Regions from separate parts of the Zea mays genome. Here regions 2, 3, 4 and 5 are each linked to region 1. The links are chromatin contacts, called in public Hi-C maps. All regions are on one chromosome and are shown on one strand. Each heading gives the region's core, a stretch centred on a gene start, on an enhancer-like site or on the middle of the called end of the contact. The rest is flanking DNA. Distances are from core to core; before and after follow the strand shown.

What was found. Hi-C and Micro-C count contacts between places; a contact is called where the count stands out from the background.
Region 2: a Hi-C map of tassel shows a contact between it and region 1, with 2.4 times the contacts expected there. The contact joins the promoter of LOC100276061 here to the promoter of LOC100274548 in region 1. A contact is called at or near these places in 2 of 25 Hi-C or Micro-C datasets (ear and tassel).
Region 3: a contact with region 1 is called in a Hi-C map of bundle sheath, with 2.5 times the contacts expected there. The contact joins the promoter of LOC100283295 here to the promoter of LOC100274548 in region 1.
Region 4: a contact with region 1 is called in a Hi-C map of tassel, with 2.1 times the contacts expected there. The contact joins the promoter of LOC100284226 here to the promoter of LOC100274548 in region 1. A contact is called at or near these places in 5 of 25 Hi-C or Micro-C datasets (ear, endosperm, leaf and 1 more).
Region 5: a Hi-C map of leaf shows a contact between it and region 1, with 9 times the contacts expected there. The contact joins the promoter of LOC100275570 here to the promoter of LOC100274548 in region 1. A contact is called at or near these places in 9 of 25 Hi-C or Micro-C datasets (bundle sheath, ear, endosperm and 2 more) and 1 of 3 datasets of contacts at active chromatin or transcription factors (leaf).

What each region holds. Positions count from the first base shown.
Region 1 is chr3:17,461,968-17,464,510 of Zm-B73-REFERENCE-NAM-5.0, forward strand. LOC100274548 reads right to left here and starts at 1,265. Exons shown (of 9, transcript NM_001148904.1): 1 at 857-1,265; 2 at 623-734; 3 at 182-200. The coding sequence starts at 927. LOC111921942 (PAS2) reads right to left here. Exons shown (of 11, transcript NM_001360613.1): 9 at 2,542-2,543; 10 at 2,364-2,451; 11 at 2,088-2,279. The coding sequence ends at 2,133.
Region 2 is chr3:17,288,109-17,290,651 of Zm-B73-REFERENCE-NAM-5.0, forward strand. LOC100276061 reads right to left here and starts at 1,282. Exons shown (of 11, transcript NM_001374095.1): 1 at 928-1,282; 2 at 204-288. The coding sequence starts at 996.
Region 3 is chr3:17,627,039-17,629,581 of Zm-B73-REFERENCE-NAM-5.0, forward strand. It overlaps LOC100283295 (metallothionein-like protein type 2), which reads left to right and starts at 1,269. Exons shown (of 2, transcript NM_001156197.2): 1 at 1,269-1,441; 2 at 1,533-1,782. The coding sequence starts at 1,377. The coding sequence ends at 1,704.
Region 4 is chr3:17,312,574-17,315,116 of Zm-B73-REFERENCE-NAM-5.0, forward strand. LOC100284226 (inner membrane protein ALBINO3) reads right to left here and starts at 1,277. Exons shown (of 12, transcript NM_001370618.1): 1 at 761-1,277; 2 at 120-230; 3 at 1-24. The coding sequence starts at 1,117.
Region 5 is chr3:17,606,552-17,609,094 of Zm-B73-REFERENCE-NAM-5.0, forward strand. LOC100275570 (Protein TRM32) reads left to right here and starts at 1,266. Exons shown (of 5, transcript NM_001149622.1): 1 at 1,266-1,407.

The DNA.
Region 1 (2,543 bases), core at 15-2,514:
GTAATACCACAGCAGTGGAGAAAGCATATTTTTTTCTTATATCCAACCCTCCTAGGAAACTTTCTGACAAATAAAATGTCTGATGTGTTCAAGATCTTGACTGATGTTTGTGTATAATACTGTTTTGAGTAGTCGCACTATAATAAGAAAAAGGGATACATGTACACCAACATCACCATACCTACGAGCCCATGAACGATCTGAAGCGCATCATCGCCACCACCAGAAAAATACAGAAAGGTCAGTTAGTAACTCACAATCTCCATGTAGGTAAAACACAGACTCGAACTATAGCACTAGAAATTTCAGAGTTTATCTAGCACAGCAAAAGCATATTACTGAACATGAACCACTGCAAGATTTTGCTGCGACCATGAGTAACATTTATGTAATCGCACACATCAAATCTAGTTGATTAGCAGTTCTTCCTACGAAGAATCACAAGACAGTTTTGTTTGTAGTACCCTTACTCAAACTTTAAAGCGGTAATCATTCCTATTAGGATAGATCCAGACTTCAGGAGCTGAGCAAAAATATGAAACTGGTACTGTAACCGAGCAAACTGAAATGCACCACCAAACTACTGCTAAATAAAAATGGGTGAGAAAAAAAAACATCTGACCTCCATGATGGCGGCTGTCTGCGCGAACTGCAGCGGCCTCTCGACGGCGGCATAGACGGCCTTGTGCCCGCTCAAACGCAGCGTCAGGACCGCGTAGTACAGCACCTGCGCCCTGCAACACCCCCAGATCAAAGAAACACCAAATCAGAACCAAGGCACGGGGCCAACGGAGCAAGAGGCGGAAGATCCATCCGGAACCGAGAGAGAAGCGCGCAGCGGGTGCAACGGACGGACCATCCGAAGAAGACGACCCAGTTGTAGACGGAGAGGTAGAGCCGACGCAGCGCGGAGCCGACGCCCGCCATCGCCGGAGCCGCGGTGCGGAGGGAGAAGACGCCGGGAGAGGACCGGGATGGGCTTGGCTACCCTGACCAGGCTCGGCTCCTGAGCTGGCTACTGATGATCTAGTAAAAGCGGAGACGACGCCACACCACGCATCGGATCAGATGGGCATAAAAATATAGCTTCGGCGTCTCGCCGGTGGGCTGCACACGAGCCGAGAGTCCGATTCGATCTGGCACTGGCAGCGGCGGGCCAACCACTGAGACCGGATTGAATTTGGAATTGATTTGGGGTCGGATCGGGGCGGATGAAGGACAGGTGAGCCGGTGGGCAGCGGGAGTTATTGCTGCGCAACTGCCAGCCCGCCGCCCGCGCCAATTCCATCCGTGTGACCAGCAAATCTCTGTCACGCAAGTATAGTAATAGTACGCACTACTGTACTTAGTACCATGAACACGCCCTTTCTATTTTCTTCCCTTTCAGCTGTCCAACAGAAGCTGCTATTTCTAATATCCATCGGAAATCATCGATCTTTATAAATCAGTCACGGTAACCCTGTGACCAAAACAGTAGTAGCTGGTTTTTTTTTCTCTCTCTCACTCACCTGAATTCTGAGAGAAAAGCGATGAGTATGCAGATGCCTAAAGAGAGTGTTAACTGAAACAAAATGTTGTGAAGAAGCATGCAATATGTAAAGTTGTTCACGGCAGCAGACACAAGCCATTTAGTTATGCCAAACAGACGGAAACAGAAACGTCAAACATTCGAGTACCTTTCCAAGTGACGATACAATCATACAAAGCGTTCAGCTAACTCAACTGTCAACAATCAGATCAACCAACTGGGAAGAAGACTGGCTCAGTTAGCCTGCCCATCGCACTTTTGCAAACAAAATTGTCACACGCCTTTCGAACTCACGAAGTAATGTTACACGATCTGCGCAGCACACTGACAGCACGGACCAACTCAGGGCTTGTTCGGTTAGCTCTCAATCCATGTGGATTGAGTGGGATTGGATGGGTTTGAATCCCAAACAAGTCAAACTTCTTAAGAATTTTTTCCAATCCATATGTATTGGGAATAACCGAACAAGGCCTCACTCTATCAATAAATTACTCCCTTCGATTTCTCAGCTGTTTATCCTGTGTTAAGTACTGGATTACCCCCCCCCCCCCCCCCCCCCCCACAAACATTGTACAGTAACTGGATTCGGTAGAAACACAAGTTTCTATAATGCAGCAGCGGAGAGGATCCCCAGTTCGACGCAGAGGGGTTCCAGCCCTTCCTCTTCCAACAAGGAGAGGGCTGCCAGGCCGTAGTAAGAATGGTAGATGTCTGGTATCCGATCATCCGGGAACTTCGTGAAGCCTCCATACTGTTGCAGCAGTGAACGAAAAACATACCCTGAGCTATCCGAGAATGGGATTAAGCTGATTGAAGAGGTTCTGAGGTCAATTACAGGCGACTGGCAGGTGAGCAAGAAACTCCGCAGAGCACAGCTGTCGATCAAGTGGTATGCACCCAAGATCTTCAAGACGCCTCCAACCCTGTACAGTGAAATTAAAAAAGCAAGAAAATTACTCAGGTCTTGTTCACTTGCCAGATAACTAGTACAGAGATTGCAGGTTAAATTTTACCA
Region 2 (2,543 bases), core at 32-2,531, 170 kb before region 1:
ACCATGTCAATGATGTCATCATACATCATAGTTGCAAGCCCATACAACTGCTGTAGCAAAACTTTTTACTAACTTTGCTGCATTGGACGGCAACTTTCAGAATAATTCCAAGCATTATATCGATAGCAAGCATGAAACATCTAATATATATGGAAAGAAAAGTCCAATGAAATTAGCGGCCAAAACTATGTGAGATATGGCACCTCGAGCGCGATCATCCACCTTCAATGCGATGTCAGCAAACAATTGCTGAAGTATCTGAAGACGCTGTGAGTTGGACATCAGGGCCTGCATGGAAGATAGTCAAACAGGTGACATTATGATTTTTTGTTGTTGTTATTAAGAAAGTATTGTTGAAAAACGAGATTATTACATGGAGGTTATACAACTATTTTGATATAGCTTCCGACTCTCTGCCTATCTATATGCACACAGCTCTCAAAGTTCCAGAAGGTGACATTATGATCTCAACCACTCCAACGGAATGTAGACATCATATATACAAATGTGGCACCTATGAGTGAAATTACTCTTGTTGCCTAAATCGTTTCAGATGATAGTAACGGCCTTTTTACATCAAAACCACCATATAGGAAGCGAAAAAGGACAGTTTGTGGGGGGGGGGGGGGGGGGGGGGGGGGGGGGGGGCGACAAAGGTGGTTTGGGGGTGATTATGAGTAGGTGAGAGAATGTCCATTATCCTCCCGTCTGCCGTCATCGCCGCCGCCCACAGCGGCCTCAACGCGGTGCACCCAGACGCGTGCCGCCTACAATCTAGGGCCTCTGCAATCCCGCCGCCGCCGCCCTCGAATTTCTCGCGAAGCGATGTGAGCGCGTGCGCGCGACAGAGATTGGTCCTCGATTAAGCGCGACGAACACGAATTGACGGGCGCCAGCCGGCGCACGGTAGGGGAAGCGGTGGGTTACCTTGTGCAGCTTGCGCTCGATCTCCAGGGAGAGCGCCTCGAGGCGGTCGTAGGAGCCGCGGCGCCCCATATCCGCGCACGCCTGAGGTGATCGTCGGCGCCGCGGGGGGTGGCGGTCCTGCAAATTAAGCGGTGGAACTGGTCCAAAATAATCTCTCCTCTCCCTCCCTCCCTTCCTCTCTCTCTTCCGTGTTTGATGGATGGATGTGGATATGGATACGGACGTGGAGGTCCGGATCTGCCGCCCCTGTCACGCTCCCTGACACGTGCCGCCCGTCGGACCAGCGACGCCCGGTTGCGCTTCCGCCTTGCTGTCCTCCTGTCCGGTTGCCGACGAGCCCAAGCATGCAAAGTCCACACCCACACAGGGCCACAGATCACAGCCAAACTCCGTCTGAGTTTTTTTTTTAAAAAAAATTGCGCTTGGAAGGATATGTGTAACTGAAAATGCGAACGTTGAATTTAGCAATTCATTCGCAAACTGAACCACGCATGCAGAAACGCATGCGTACAAAAACCCTCTCAATAAGCAGATGAAATTTCGATTTGCTTTTGGTGAGCTACAGCTAGCCTCCACCGCGCATCGTCAGAAAGACTCGCCGCTCGCCGGCCATCCGCCGCGTCGCCTTTGGATTTTGGACTGACCATGAGTCCATAAGGCCCAGAACCAGGCGTATTGGGACAGGTTGATTCGTGTGGCGGGCTTTCATTGATAGGCCCAATTAAAGTTATCCTATTTTTAACCAAAGATCACATTCAAAATCAGAACAAGAGCTGAGGAACAGAACGGCTCCTTTTTGGAGAGGAAGGGGTGAAGGGGGGATCAAGATGGATGGAAGTTTAAATCAAGTCGTTCGAGTTTAAGAAAAACAAACATCAAAAGTTTTTTTCACAAAAACAATTTGATGGATTCCCAAGCAGTTTGATGGACTCCCATCAGTGCTGTATAAATAAACCAAGAGGAAGAAAAATATGTCCTCTTTCTCTATTCTCCGTGTGAATGAACAACAACAATGCACATTCATGTCTACGTCGGAAAAAGTTTTGGCCGGTAATTTTGATGACATGACATTGATTTAAATAACACTAGTTCTATTTATTTTAGTTCTATGATCTAGCAGTATCTAAATTTTATAAAATTTTACACATAAATTAGTAATAAGATATTACATGTGCCCTATTTTTCTGTAATTTTAAAAGTATCAGCTTAATTACCTAAAAATAAAACTAAATTCAAAGATATTAATATTTTTGTATCTAATTTATTTATTATTTTTATAGGCTAAAAAGTTACTAACGCTAACTAATACTATTATTAAATAACTAAATTCTTTTGTTGTTTTTTAAAGAAAATTAATTACTAACTAAATCCATTTAATATTTATTTTTTTAGAAACACTTAGTAAACAGTAATAAAACAATCTCTAATTTTACATATATATTTTTTAGCTAAAATAATTTATACAAATATTTTTTTTAGAATTTATTGAGAACTTTGAATCTAAACCCATATAAAGTCAGACATATTTATATAAATTATGGGTCCATACTTTAAGTTCTCAGAAAATTTTATAAATATTTGTGTAAGTTATTTTATCTAACAAAAGATCTATGTAA
Region 3 (2,543 bases), core at 19-2,518, 170 kb after region 1:
TACAGTGTTGTTGTGAAAAGGACTGAAGGGTAGATCTTGCCTTAGCAAGAATTGAGTTGCCACTAGGGCTAGTAACGAGTTCTAAACTTTACATTATAAAAATTTAAGGATCAGATCAAATTAGGATTCAACTATAATTCTATTCATTTTTGAACTAAAATCAGACCTTATTTGGGACGGCTTCACTTCAAGAATTGCGTCTTCAGTTTTCTACCTTCACCATAAAAGAACTTCAACATATTGCTAAGGTGGGTTCAAGGAATGTTTGGCTTGTATATTGACTCCAGCTTCTGAAATACAATTAATTTGTACGAGTTTTCTTAATTACCCTTAAAGATAGTGGTTGTTATGAGCGGCGAGAGAGACATGAATCGGTAGGTCGTGTAACCAGTGGCGTGGTGTGTAATTTTCCTGCAACTTCATGAGTAGGTATGAAACTTGTGTTCTTGAAGCACTCTTTCAGGAGCTTCATAAATTTAATGAAACTAGCCTCTAGTTTCAAAAAAAAATAAAGCTAGAGCTTGTGGAGCTCAACCTGTTTGGATAAAAAAGCTAAAATGAATCTAAAATTCGTGAAGTGAAGCTCTCCTAAATAGGACTCCTAGTTGTAGAAAAATATTTAGAGCTCAAATAAATTATGAATAAATATTTAGATCATGACCAACCGTAGTTGTCACTGAATATGAGTGGAATAAAAATTTAAAGAGAAGGGGTCTTTGGGGCAAGGATTTGGCCGATAGCGCATGAAGTTGGTGCGGGTAGATGTGTCTGAAAGAGTGTACAGAGAGAACGAGGACTGGCCGTAGCGTAGTTGGTTCGTGCGAGCGGGCCGGTATAGATTTGATCCTGAGGATCGACACCCCGTTTGCTTGTAGAAAAATGTGCCTTTGCATGGATGTATAATTCACGAGTGCTTCAGTAGTTAGTTCAAATCAAATCAAATCAAAACAAAAGGAAACAGAAAATGGCTGGTGGTTTGTAGGTCGGGGAGGCACTCAATTTTACTGCCCGGCATTAATAACCCGCGGCCGGCGTGCAAACGCAAGCAACCGTAGACGCCGCCGCACCGAGAAGGCGGGGATCACACGGCCCGCGCGCGCAGTCCTCCACCGCAATAGCTAGCACTAGCAGCAAGCATACGCGGCGCACCTGTCCGCGGCCCCACACGTCGCGAGGGCACCCACGGCGCGTGGACGGCCAGATGGCCTGCGCCTGTCCTGCCCCCCGGTCCCGGGCCTATAAATGGAGGCGGCGGAGGCCTCTCTCCCGTCGGAGCAGGGCAGGGGTTGCGTCTCAGTTCCTGGTTGTGTTGTTGTAAGCTCCCAGGTTTCTTCTCTTCGCGTGAGCTAGCTAGAGTGGGATCGCGAGGAAGAAGGATGTCGTGCTGCGGAGGCAACTGCGGGTGCGGCAGCGGATGCAAGTGCGGCAGCGGCTGCGGAGGGTAAGCATTGCACCGCACTGCACTGCCGTTCTGTTCCGTTCCGTTCCGTTGCGTTCCTCCCTCGGAATCAGATCTGTCTCTGTGTATGCAGGTGCAAGATGTACCCGGACATGGTTGAGCAGGTGACCACCACCACCACCACCCAGACTCTCATCATGGGTGTTGCGCCATCCACGGGCGGGTTCGAGGCGGCCGCCGGAGCTGAGAACGGCGGGTGCAAGTGCGGCGCCAGCTGCACCTGCGACCCCTGCACCTGCAAGTGAGGATGACCGGGTGCAGCATGCAGGCCGTGACGATGGAGGAAGTAGCTAGATCGGAAGGACACCCTTCAGTATCTCTAGCTAAGGCCCTGTTTCAATCTCGCGAGATAAACTTTAGCAGCTTTTTTTTAGCTACTTTTAGCCATTTGTAATCTAAACAGGAGAGCTAATGGTGATAATTGAAACTAAACTTTAGCACTTCAATTCATATAGCTAAAGTTTAGTAGGAAGCTAAAGTTTATCCCGTGAGATTGAAACGGGGCCTAAATCAAGCTCTGCAGTATGTTGTAGCAGTGTCGTCTGTGTTTGCCGCCATGCGCGCGTAGCTAGCTAGTGGTGGTGGTAAACGAATAATTGTCCTGTTCTTCCTCCTCCTCGGCCCCTGCCAGTGTTGCGTCGTGTGGGCCGGCCGGGTGCATGCACAGCACCAGGCCATGCCCGCTGCTCTGTGCGCACTTTTTTTTTTCCTTCGTGCTGTGTCTCCATTTTCCATCTATATGCATCCGATTTGTGACGTCGTCAGTACATATCTTGTTTCGATGGCTTCCTCTGTGCAAGATGTTAGTCATGTGACCATATGGCATCAAACGTTTGCCTCAACACTTGTGCTGGTGTTATTTCTTATAGTTCTTGTATTTTTCCTGTGTATGCTCAACAAATTCATTAGTACAAGGAATATTAGTCATGTGACCATCTATTCCTTCACCCCACGCTAGGATTAAGTTGGATGATGGGGCAGTGTGTTTCCTTTTTCATAGGCATATGAGCATGAGCTAAAAGAGACGGTCCTACTTTGACGATGGGGCAGTGTTTCCTTTTTTTCCCAACATGTGGATAAGACA
Region 4 (2,543 bases), core at 27-2,526, 150 kb before region 1:
CTGCATTGCCAGAGTTGATTCCACCTAAAATACATGAGAAGCACAACAATCAAACCATCGAATCTGTAACAAGGAACCAGAGACGGGATACATTTCTCCAAATAGTTTGGAACATTCACCTGCTTTTTGGTTAGAGGCAATGTCGCAGCCTTAACAATGATAGTGAGCAGAATGATGGCAAACCCGTAGGAGTATGGCACATGGACTGCAGAAAGACCATCCTTGAGCACCTGTATGGTTAGACTCATACAGCATCAGCATTTCAATGTTTTAAGTGTTATGAAACTTAGCATTCTAATCAGTATCCTTGAGCACCTGCATGGTGAGACTCATATAGCATCAGCATTTCAATGCTTTCAGTGTTATGAAACTTAGCATTCTAATTAGTGGAGTAAGAGTGTGACACCACAAAACTCTGAAATTCTATCATTTGCAGTTAAAAAAAACTTGAGGCTAAATGCCTAAACACATGTGGAACTGCACAGGCTTCCTGAACATCCATTTCTCTCTCTCTCTCTAAGCAGCCCTCCCAATGAACACTGCCAATTGGTAAAGGATCAAACATAGTTGCCTACTGATCAATGTTGTAGCGACTTCACAAAGACAGGAGCATGGAAGCTCAGGACTAGTATATGTGTACACACCCCTCAGTCCTCAGTTCCTCACCCTCGACTCTCCAGAAAGTTCCACTCCCATAACTCATAATTCGGGCGCATTCAGTTCGCCGAGAAAGAATCTGGTAAGTGGTAGCAATCATTACCTTGAGCACGACCTCGAGGGCCTCGGAGATGAAGCCGAACCAGCCGCTGTTCTTTTGGACCGCCGCAGCCTGGCCTGCGTCGGCCCCTGCGCCCGCGGCGGTGTCCGCCGCGGCGACCGCGGCGTCAGCGAGTGTGTATAGCGCCGCCTCGGCGCGCTCCAGCGCGGCCTGAAGGTGGGGCCCGCCGACGGAGTCGAGCCCGTGCAGGCCCGCCCTCACCTCGCAAGCGGAGGCGCCGCGCCGGCCGCGCCGCAACCGGAGCGGTGGGAGCAGCATCGGCCTCGCAGCGCTCCGGCTGCCTCCGGCAGCGCCGGGCAGCGCGGGGAGGAGGGAGGAGGAAAGCAGCGCCTTTGCCATCGCCGCGCTGGAGGGGATGGCTCGGGAAGGGAGGTGGGGTTTAGGTTTAGGGTTTCATGCACGGGGAGGAAACAAATGGCGAGGGGATAGACTGGTGGTGGTGGCGGTGGGACTCGTGGGTGGGAGCGAGAGGTGTAGATGACGGGAGCGCGGAGGAGGGGAAGACGAGGTGGAGGTTGTCGTTGGAGGTGGGGTGGGGGACGGTTTATCCGATGCAGCGATGCAGTATTGCTGTAGACCAGTACCCTGGCTTAGTACCCTGGTTCATTTAAATTTTTTCACTGACATTTAAGATCGGTTCGTTAACGAACCAGCTTAGTTTGCTAACGAATCAGTTCGCGAGCTAAACGAGCTATCATATATCATTAAAACAAAACTATATGCATATTATTTATGTAACAATTGATGAGCATATTATATGCATATGTGGTGGCATATAAGTTAATCTAATGATTGATGGACTGTGTCTATATGTTAAATTGGTCTATGAGAATATAAGTATGAGTTAAACTGATGAACATGTGTGTGAATAGTGAATTTATGAGTGATGTGTTGTGTTGATTTGGTGTTACATTGATGTTGTCTCTGAAACTATGAGTATAATTACTATTTTCTATTGTTAAATTAATTTAAAATTAACAAGAAATTGATTATTGTATATTTTTTTTGCTCTGTCTCGCGAGCTAAACGAGTCAGATCGAGCTAACTCTGTGACTCGTTAGCTTAATGAGCAGAGTCGAGCCAGCTCGTTAGCTTAACGAGCCAATTCGAATGAAGCGAGTCGAACTGGCTCGATATCTAGCCCTATCAGTGGCCTATCCGTGTTTGATTTCTCGAACTAAAGTTTTGTATTGTACATGTCTACCTAATTATTTTTTATTTAGACTATATTTAATATTTTAACTTGTATCTAAACATGTAATCCGATGTAATGAAACTAAAAAATAGCTCAACCCAAGAGCCCCTCAATTCGTTGTCCCCTCTCTCGCCTCATGTTCACTTGTCGCCACTCACTCGGTTCTAAATTATAACTCGTTTTACCACCTATTAGACACGTCATAATATCGAGAAGGACGCCGGTTAAATGAATATTATCTATGGTCTTGTTCAGCAAGCTAGTATTTGATACACACAGGGTTCCAATACAGGGCTAGATTGAGTGAATCTATTTCATATCAACTAAACAGGGTCGTTCCTGACTTTTTGGGGGCCTAGGGCGAAATTCAATATGGAGGCCCCATCCACCATGTATATACACTATATATATAATTATAAACATAAATTATTGAACATTCAATGGAAAAAACTTCTATGTCACGCCTTAAAGTTTATAAGATGATAAATATAAATTAGAGCCATAACACTTACTTGTCACATGTCACATGATATCACGCTATTTAGACATGATTACACAAAACACTGAAAA
Region 5 (2,543 bases), core at 16-2,515, 140 kb after region 1:
CGTCGCCACGCCGCAGACCGTGCGCGGGCTACGTCTTCCTCGTCGTGGCCGCGGCTATCGTATTCATGACCAATTGGGCGCTCGGCAAGCACAGGCGTCTCAAGACCGGAAACTTTCCTGCTGACCGTCACTTCCGTAGGCGTAGCTTGCTCTCTCTTTGTCGCCGCCGGTCCCTTGGCGATCACTGACCTGTACGTGCTGAGAGCAGTGACCAGCCCCAATTGCAGTGTCTCTCCAGCATTCCAGCGCCAGCCAGCGTAACAGCTCCAACATCTGCACACTGGAGGTTCTCCATGTAACATATTTGACATTTCAGGACGTATAAACTAAACGAATCCACGGCCACACGGTCTTAGGATATTCTCTCTCTCTCTCTCGGTTCACCCCTTGATTTTTTTTTATTTGTTGACGAGGTTATATAAATAAGATCGTCTGAGTTTGACAGGATTGACCGGGTTGAGCTGGTCATTGGCGTCTGGTCTGGCCGATGCTACTTGCGGATGGGACACTTGAGCCAATCACGAGCCTGGAATTTCGGCAGCAACTCCAAGGTTGTCTTTTTTTTTCTGTTTATACCCCCATGCCCATCACCGGTGTGGACGTGTGGTGTGTGGTATGGCAGCAGTCGGTGCCCAAAACCAAAAGACGGGTGCAGCACGCAAATCACAAGCTAGCCATGGCCCATGGGTCAATGGAAACTGTTTAAATCTATGACATCAGCACCTTCAGCAACCGCCGTCCTCCTCAATTCCTGCTCGCCGGGCGCGGTTGACAACGGCGACACCCCGTCATCTTGTGGGTTCATATCATATTAGCTTAATCCAATTTTTTTTGCCTAAATTACTATTACAGGAAGAGCGAACACATCATTCTTACATGTTGCTAGTGCTAGATTATAGTGATTAATAATATATACAGCCATAAAGTTGAGGCGGTCTTGAGCTAATGCAGAAATAACCCTTTGTGTTGCGTCCGTGTCCATCGTTTATTATGGACATTGATATTTATTTAAATCAGTTTTTCCCAATCCAAAAGCTATATAATAAACTAAATAAATGCGGTAAAAAGACAGCAAAGTTTTCAGAGGACAGCATAGCTACGTCTCTTGTCCTCCCTCCACACACGCCCCCAAAAAAAAAAAACTGTTCAACCAGAAGAAGTTTTCAACTACCAACGCCCGCCACCCGGACATCCAGGGAAAGCCCGCCACGGACCGGAATTTAACGGAAACACCCTCTCCTCGCATCTGTTCTCCCTCCCTGCGTGGATCCACCGTTTCTTTCCATTCCCGTTTCCGTTCCTCGGTCCTCACCAACAAACCCCTTCCGGAACTCCCAAGCCTCCGATCCTCGCCTCAGAAACCTGCCGGATTTGCGGGCCTCTCAGGCGTCGTATGGAACCAGCCAGGTCAGTTCGCTGCGTGTTTCGCGACCGCTTCTCGGCGGCGGCGGCGGCGCTGCTTTGCGTTGCGCGTTTAATCTGTTCGTGGGAAGGCGTCACCCGTTCGTGCTGGTTTCATGGACCAATACGAGCCGCGGAACCGCGATCGCTGATAGCTCTGGAGTCGACTTGTTTGTTTCCATTCGTGTTCTTCGGAACGCGTTTTCACATGTGCTTAATTTGGTTTCGTACTTTGGTTTTTTTTTTCTGTTCCGCGCTGATTTTGTTGGGAAGGAAACAAGATGCCCTCGTTTTTTTGTTCGGATCGGTAAGAGATGCCACCGTTCGATGCCATCTTTTGTATGCACTTCAGGATTTAGTGTTTCATTCTGTCTATGCTTTTTTTTCCTTTCGAGTTCTGTGCCCGACGGGGACATTAAGCAGTTACAGTAAGCACTAACCAATAAATCTGTCACGGAACCTGTTAGAGACGTGGGGCTAAAAAGTGATTTGATTTTTTTTTACCTTTTTCATGGTTCCAGTGACATGTGGAGTCATGCAATTGCTCCGTCAGCGTGTTCTCCCACCTGTGAAGCTTTGAGCAATCGTACTGGCGTCTTTCACTCCCTCACTCTTCTTGGCTTTGTTTGATTGGAGATAGCCAGATAGGTTGATGCGCATCATGATCTTATTTATGTTCATTTCTTATTTATGCTGGCACTTGTGTTTGCTGTTCTTGCTCATGTTCATTTCTTATTTATGCTGGCAATAAATACTGGACACGAGCTTAGCAGTATATGTTGCTTAGCACGTGGCTAATATTTCCCAAAGTTTGCCTCTCCCCATTAGAAGCTTCCTCGCTCTCCTTATGTTTGTACTGAGTTTTTTTATTTATTTAGAAACGCGGCAAGACAATTGCCGACTGAAATGCACTGGAGATGTTTGGCCATGGAACAAGTACTTAAGTAAAAAACGGCCTGAAAATCACAATCTTTTTTTTCTTCATCTGGGTGGCGTATGACTCACTCCTCTATAACCATCTTATCGTTGATTAGCATTAGAGGCAATAATCTGATTATTGATTAGCAATGGATACTCGAACTAACACGGATAGGGAAATATATCTTGTAATCAGTCTGTCTTAATAAATGCTTACATTGCAG